Regions from separate parts of the Sus scrofa genome. Here region 2 is linked to region 1. Evidence: chromatin contacts called from public HiChIP or PLAC-seq data. All regions are on one chromosome and are shown on one strand. Each heading gives the region's core, a stretch centred on a gene start, on an enhancer-like site or on the middle of the called end of the contact. The rest is flanking DNA. Distances are from core to core; before and after follow the strand shown. Region 1 overlaps THRB (thyroid hormone receptor beta). Region 2 overlaps THRB (thyroid hormone receptor beta).

Region 1 (3,670 bases), core at 852-3,351:
AAATCCTGACTCCATTTTTGAATAAACCTCCGTGTTATCCAAACAAAATACATCTTGCTGGCCAAGGCTGGCCCTGGGGGATGGCCAGTTCAAAATCTCTAAAGAAATGAGATTTGAGTTTTAAAACAAACATATCAAACTTGTAAGCCTTGTCATCTGATGAAGCTATGAATGTTTTCCATTTCTCGAAATATTTCTGGAACTTCTCACAGAAAACCAGTTGGCTCTTAAGAGCCTTTTTTCTCACCACATAAGAAAACCTGTATCCACAGTTCCTGTTGTGACTCAGTGGGTTACGAACCTGACTAATATCCATTAGGACGTGGGTTCCAGCTCTGGCTTCGCTCAGTGAGTGAAGATCTGGTGTTGCCATGAATGTGGTGTAGGGAGGTCTCAGATGTGGCTGCCATCTGGCATTGCTGTGTCTGTGGCGTAGGAGGGCAGCTGCAGCTCCAATGCGACCCCTAGCTGGGAACTTCCATATGCCATAGGTGTGGCCTGAAAAAAAAGAAAAAGAAAAGAAAAAAAAAAAAAGGAATGAAAAGAAAAGGAAAAAACCAGCATCATTTGGACTTGAATCTCATTTTCGGACAAAATATTATTACTTAGCTTGATGCCTCATTTTATTCACCAGATTTGATTCTTCATAACACTGGGTTTTCAAAAAATCAAATTTACCCTCAAAGACTAAGCATCTGTTTAATAATAGACTCTTGGCCTTGAAGGGAGTCCCAAAGAGGAGTTACAGATACTTAGAGTAAGGGCAATGTCACTCAAGTAAAAATACTTTCTTCTATTCTTTCTAAGATAACTGTTGAAGAGAATGCACTTAAATGTGTTAGGGGTCAACCCAAGCATCCTAGCTTCCTAGGCATTTAGTAAAAGACTCAATACTTTGGAGTCAGTTGATTGCTATAGGGTGCTGTCTTTTTTTTTTTTTTTTTTTTTTTTTTAAGTAAGGGCTCGATTCCTTGAACATGATTGAATCCTATAAGGCCGTTCATTCTAGGGATCCTTAGCATGCAAATGCACATCCACCCACACCAAGGCTTTGTGACAAATACAACCAGGACAACACCATTTTTCTTTTCCTGTGACCGATGCCTTAGTTTCTGTGGTCGTTTGATGACATTAGTCATGTAGAAGTGCCGTGAAGAAGAATGCAGGGCTTTTCATACGCCTGTGACAGCTTGGATTTTCCTCCCTCACAACATGGATGAATCAGAAGCCACAAGTTTGCATTTGAGAAATATTTGTGGTAGTTAAGAGACACACACCACACTTGTTATTATTACATTCTCATAAAAATAGAGTGTCCCTGGGATGAATGTAAAAACAGCATGGTGATGGCCAAGGTATTGACTTCAACAATCCCATCGTCAAATGCCTATGTTTCCCTCACTTTTTGTTAATGGAAAATTTGCAGTGTTCAACCCATCAGTCTAGTGCCTATGTTAAAGCATCTTAGACTGAACATGCTACAACTGTTATCTGTCCATCCACCCTTTCTTCCCTCTCTCCTGCCCTTTCCTCCCTCTATCCATTTCTTCCATGAAATATGTATTGAGCACCTACTATTGACCAACCACTATGCTAGGCAAACAAAAATAGTATCTGTCTTTCAGGTGCTCACTGTCTTTGGGGAGAGAAGAGATGTCAAGTCAATCATGCAATTCAGTGTAAAATGAGAGCTAGCTATTATTAATTCGATGTAAAACTACATCTAGGCTATATCATATAATATAAGGGGAAGATTAAAATGCAGATTTTGACTTAAGGAAGGCTGAGAAGTGGTGGTGGGGGGTGGTTAGATTCCTAGAAGTGCCCATGGGGATGAAATCAAAACAGGAGTAGGAGTTGGCCAGCTGGAACGGGAGAGAAGGGTACTCAAGAATAAGGGTAGAATGAGCCCAGGCTCTGTGGCAGGGGGAGGGGGAAGAAGGAGCCTGGCCCAAAGGTGGAGGGAAAAAGCCTGGTGCTGGCAGAGGAGGGAGGTGGGAGGGGAAACTCCAAACGAAAACAGTATTGCTCAGAGAGCTCTCCAATATGGACCACGGAGGCCACTGAGGAAGTGGGACTAAGGCATGTCTCAGCCTGGATGGAACCATGCCATGCAGTTGTGAAAGTAGCTGTGGGTGGACAATGCATGAGTGAATGAGCACAGCCCAGCGAAATGTTTGCAGAAAGTGGCATTGGATTTGGCCCTTGGGTTGGCATTTGCCCCTTGATGTAAACCATGTGATTCCAGTTTGCTTTTTAGGGAATGTTCAGTCCTCCTAATTGGTCTGAGGAGAATGAAGCACTTTGCATGCGACGAGTTATATGATGCTTTAAACACGCTAACAGAGCAAGTGGAAGTGCCCCAGGTGTACAAGTGCAGCAGACTCCTGCAGTTACACTCTGAGGAGCCCAGCACTTGCATCCCTGCAACTAAATCCATCTCTGGGTAGAAGTCAGTTCCATGGTTCAGCCCCTCAGACCTAAGCAACACCTCCAAACATGGACTGTGTGAAGAGCTATGGTCTCTAGTGGTTCTAGACCTCTAGGGATTGAGGTCCAAGCCGTGCAGAAATCAAACCCTCCTGTTTCTGTGGCTTTATGTACAAAAGGGTTGGAGAGGTATCCCTCTGAACAGAGCAGAGAAGGAGGGAAGGGAGGGCAAAAGCAGGAGGCTCAGAAGCAGCACAAAGCCTAGAGATCATGTGGGGGCAGGGGAAGGACTTAAAAAGGGCACCCAGAAATGCTGGCAATGCTGCAGGGCCAACAGGACCCCCCAGGCTGAGGCTCAGAGATTCAGAGACAGGAAGAGGCTGTGGGTCTGCCCTTGGTCAGCTCCCCTGGGGAAGCCTGGTTTCCAAAGCAAAATAAACTTGGGAGAGTCAGAGGGGAGAAAGGAAAGAAGCAGACAAGGAGCAATTCACGTATGATTTCTCCCAACCAACAGTCCTAGCCCTAAACTTGGCTGCCTGAAACTCCATGGCGTCATCTAGCCCTTTTCTGGACTGTTACTTTATAGTTAGTACCGTGTGGTTAATAATCTTGTATGTACCAGCCTCGCTTCCCAGGGAGACTGACAGTGGGTTTGAGGCCACCTTTTTTGTTTTGTGTTGATTGAGCACAGACACATTCTGGCTGTAAATACTGATAGCCTTGACCCCACCGCAGGCCCTGTGAGACAGTAACTTATAGTATCTAGGCAACAGGTGTGAGCTGGGAAGTACCAGGTGTGGAGAGCCTGAAGAACCAGAATGTGGTCACAAGCAAGCAGCAAGGCAGAATTCCAACCAACTCATCTGGACTCTGGGGCCACAGTTTTCCACCTCCCCAGAAGTTCATGGCTTTTCTTAAGATTGTTGTTGGAAAGAACACCACAGGTCACTTGATTCAGCTCCTCATTTTTAGAGGTGGAAGTGGAGAATGGAGTGACTTGCCCAAGGTCAAGAGCCACTGGCTGAAAAGCTAACTTGGCCTCCTGATGCATCCTTCTTGCACTGAGTCCCATGCTGCTTAGTGAGTGTCCAGTGACTTCTCCATAAACAGCCACCAAGTCCTCAGAGGTTCATTTGGGATCCTGGAAGACAAGACTGCATGGTCTTGGGACTCTTTTACTCAAAGACAAATTGACTGAGATAGATGATTGAGGTGTCACTTTAAATCACTGGGAGCAAGA
Region 2 (3,640 bases), core at 906-3,405, 260 kb after region 1:
CATTTGGAGTGGATAAGCAATGAGATCCTGCTGTAGAGCACAGGGAACTACATCTAGTCACTTATGACGGAATATGATGGAGGAGGATAGTGTGAGAATAAGAATGTGTGTGTATATATATGTACGTGTATATACATACAAGATTGTCACTTGTATATACCCAAGAGAGGTCACTTGGCTGTACAGCAGAGACTGACACATAAACCAACTATAATAAAAAATTAAAAATGTAAATTAAAAAAATTTTTAAACAAAAAATGATTTTTTTTTCTTGAATTGCCGAGTTCATGCAGCATGACTTCAGTTAAATCATTACTTATGATTCCATTTAAACACTGGTATGAACACAATACTTGAAAAAATAATCAAACCAGTCAATCTGTTTAGATAAGAATTTTGACCCCTAAAGTTAATTTTTTACTTCTATATTCCTGTACTACCTCCTCTTTCCAACTGCCCTCTATTTCAGAAAGTCTAAACTGCCTGAGAGAATTCTGGCTTCCCTCCAAGAGGATATTTTATTAACAGGTGGAGAAGAGAACTGAATTCTAAGAGTCAATGAAACACATTGGGTTGACCCTCACTATTCCACTCTGTCTGAAGGAGAATGGCTGTGCTGGGCCCAGGGCTGGCTTCGGGAGGCTGGAGAATGAGTGGATACTGTTTTGACATCACTATCCTCACTCCACTCTCTGAAATGTATTTTTAAAGCACTTTATCGGTCGCTTCACTGAATTTCTCTGCAAAGTATTATCTTCTCACACAAGTCATTGAGAAAGCAAGGATAGGGATCTTGTAGACTCAGAGCAAGTCACTGAAAAATACGTTAAAAGAATTTTTGAAGCTTATCAGAAGGCATTGCTTATCAGAAGGCATTGCTTATCAGAATCGGCTTTGGTTGGCACTGGATAGAACCTGTCTTCCAAGAGAGCTGGGTTCCTCTACACTTTGTGGAACTATGAGATATAGTTTTGTACATGAGAGTCATAAATGTGTTTAACTGTCTTTCTCTCACTCAGTAACCATTTTGTAGTCTATCTAGGTTTACTAGTCACTCTCTTTCAGAGTAGAGTTTTGTTGGTTTGTTTGATTTTTGCAACAGCTGCACCTGCCTCATAAGGAAGTTCCCGGGCTAGGGGTTGAATCAGAGCTGCAGCAGCAGGCCTATGCCACAGCCGCAGCAACGTAGGATCCTTAACCCACTGAATGAGGTCAGGGATCAACCCTGTATTCTCACAGAGACAACGTTGGGTCCTTAACCCGCTGAGCCACGATGGGAACTCCTCTTTCAGAGCTTTTATTCATTTGGCCATTAGTGAACATCCAATACTAGGGGAATAAAGGCGCAAAGGTGGCAAATTGTGAATCCATCTCATTTCTGATTTGCTTGTCATTCTAGAAATAGTTTTGGGGAGAAAGAGGATGAAACTAATACAAATTGTGAGATTCAGTGTTTTGGTGTCACAAGCTGGCAAATCTCAGTTAACTGTGTGCTTAGGCTTTATTGGACGACACTCTATTTGGATGAAAGCGGGGGTGGGGAGGGACAGGAAGTCTGGGTGGAGAGGAGCTTTCTGGGCTCACACATCTCTAAGCCAGAAGGTCAAGTTTCCTGGTAAGGACATCTTCTACGGAGAAAAGCTGGGCCCATGTGGAAGCTAAGTGAACTCTTCAGAGTCAGGATGGCAGCAGCCATTCAGTCACTGCTTCATTATTTTACGGCAGAGCTTGGCTGAGACTGGGGCATCTTGTCAAGGCAGATACTGGTCCAACACGTCTAGCTTGGGACCTGAGACTCTGCATTTCCGACAAGCATCAGGGCTGTCCGTGGGGCTGGCCCAGGGACCACATCTGAACATCGAGGCTCTAAAGAAATGCAGCAACGTAAAAGAAAACACTCTGAGGCGAAATGACACTGGTCATTCTGGGCTGATAATACCTGCCAGACAAATTATTTCAGGGTTATTTTATTTTATTTTATGTTTTGTACCTGGAAGAGGAAGCAGCTGAGTTTGGTTGATGGCTTGTGAGCTTTGGTCAGCAGGCTTCACAGGCTCAAGATCTTGTGACTTTGAGAGAAGACTGAAATTATGGCCTGTCGTTTATGTTTAATGGCTTTGAGCATTAAAAAGAGGAACTTCTTTCTCCCCAACTGAAATCTCATTGCCTCAGTGAGTTAAACATTTCCAACCCTTTTAGCCACTGTGGAGGGTTCTCATTCCTGCTTTGGCTGCTCATAATTTAGCTATTACTTTATATTTCCTCCATCTGACCTTTAATAAATGGTAAAATTGACTGAGTCAAGTATCCTCCTCCTTCTCTCACAGGCAGTAAATCTCTCTTTTTTCCTGGAAAAATATTTACATTTATTGTTGTTTGGTTTTTTTTTTTTTTTTTTTTTTTTTTTGGTCTTTTTGCCTTTTCTAGGGTCGCACCTGAGGCACATGGAGGTTCCCAGGCTAGGGGTCGAATCAGAGCTACAGCTGCCAGCCTACGCCAGAGCCACAGCAATGCATGATCCGAGCCGTGTCTGCAACCTACACCACAGCTCACAGTAATGCCGGATCCTTAACCCACTGAGCAAGGCCAGGGATCGAACCCTAAACCTCCTGGTTCCTAGTCAGATTCGTTAACCACTGCGCCACGACGGAAACTCCGTTTGTTATTGTTTTGACACAATACGTTGATAGCAACAAAAATACATTTGTAATTTGCAATATAATGAGAATACTGACATAAAACTGACTAATAATATCATATTCAAAGAGTCCTTCAGCTTTATCACAACACAGGAATATTTGCCCTGAAACCTCAGGTATAAAGGAAATTAGCTAAAGGAGTTCCTGCTGCAGCACAGTGGGTTAAGGATCTGATTGCAGTGGCTCAGGTCACTGTGGAGCTGCAGGTTTGATCCCTGGCCCGGTATAGCAGGTTACAGATATGATGTTGCCACAGCTGTGGCACAGGTTGCAGCTGAGGCTCAAATTCCATCCTTGGCCCAGGAACTTCCATATTCTGTGCGTGCAGGTTTTTACAAATTTTACGAAATCTTAAAACTCTGTCATCACCAAAACTGTGTGTTATGACAGGCAGTAAATCTCATACCCATAACCTGAATAATGAATACTCCTTTGTGAGCACCCAACTGATGATGGAGGAGAGATTTAAGCCCTGGGAGAATTAGCCTCATATTGTTCAAAGAGAAAGACCAAACTCCAAAGCAATAGCAACAGAACAAGAAAGATGCAGTTTAAATAGAGCCTGAGATGCCCTGGCCTATGGCTTTCAACCTTCAGGTATGTTCTGGATTGCACATAATCTAAAAAGAAAAGGGAGTTCCCTGATGGCCTAGTGGCTAAGGACCCAGTGTTGTTATGGCCGTAGCTCAGATCACTGCTGTGATAGAGGTTCAATTTCTGGTCTGGGAACTTCCCCATGCCTCAGGCACAGCCATTAAAAAAAAAAAGAAAGAAAAGAAATTAATGTACTTAGTTTTCATGGAAGTACTTATTATGTAAATATTCATTGAGAACGTATTTCTGTGTACTCTGGGGGGCTTGGTAACCCCATATTATCTTCAAAATACATTTCAGTCAATAGACTAGGAGAGTTAAATTGTAGCCATTTCTTTCTAGGAAAT

Evidence for each region. HiChIP or PLAC-seq counts read pairs in DNA pulled down with a chosen protein or histone mark.
Region 2: a contact with region 1 is called in an H3K27ac HiChIP or PLAC-seq map of alveolar macrophages. The contact joins two enhancer-like sites. A contact is called at or near these places in 2 of 2 datasets of contacts at active chromatin or transcription factors (alveolar macrophages and skeletal muscle).

What each region holds. Positions count from the first base shown.
Region 1 is chr13:11,063,895-11,067,564 of Sscrofa11.1, forward strand. The region is part of intron 2 of THRB (thyroid hormone receptor beta); the gene reads right to left. Among named protein-coding and RNA genes, the nearest start is that of THRB, 290 kb to the right of the region's middle. Within about 2 kb of position 2,102, at least 6 of the 83 cell types and tissues checked have an H3K27ac peak or open chromatin away from gene starts, as enhancers often do. A contact at or near this core is called in alveolar macrophages, where this site is marked.
Region 2 is chr13:11,324,181-11,327,820 of Sscrofa11.1, forward strand. The region is part of intron 1 of THRB (thyroid hormone receptor beta); the gene reads right to left. Among named protein-coding and RNA genes, the nearest start is that of THRB, 35 kb to the right of the region's middle. Within about 2 kb of position 2,156, at least 7 of the 83 cell types and tissues checked have an H3K27ac peak or open chromatin away from gene starts, as enhancers often do. A contact at or near this core is called in alveolar macrophages, where this site is marked.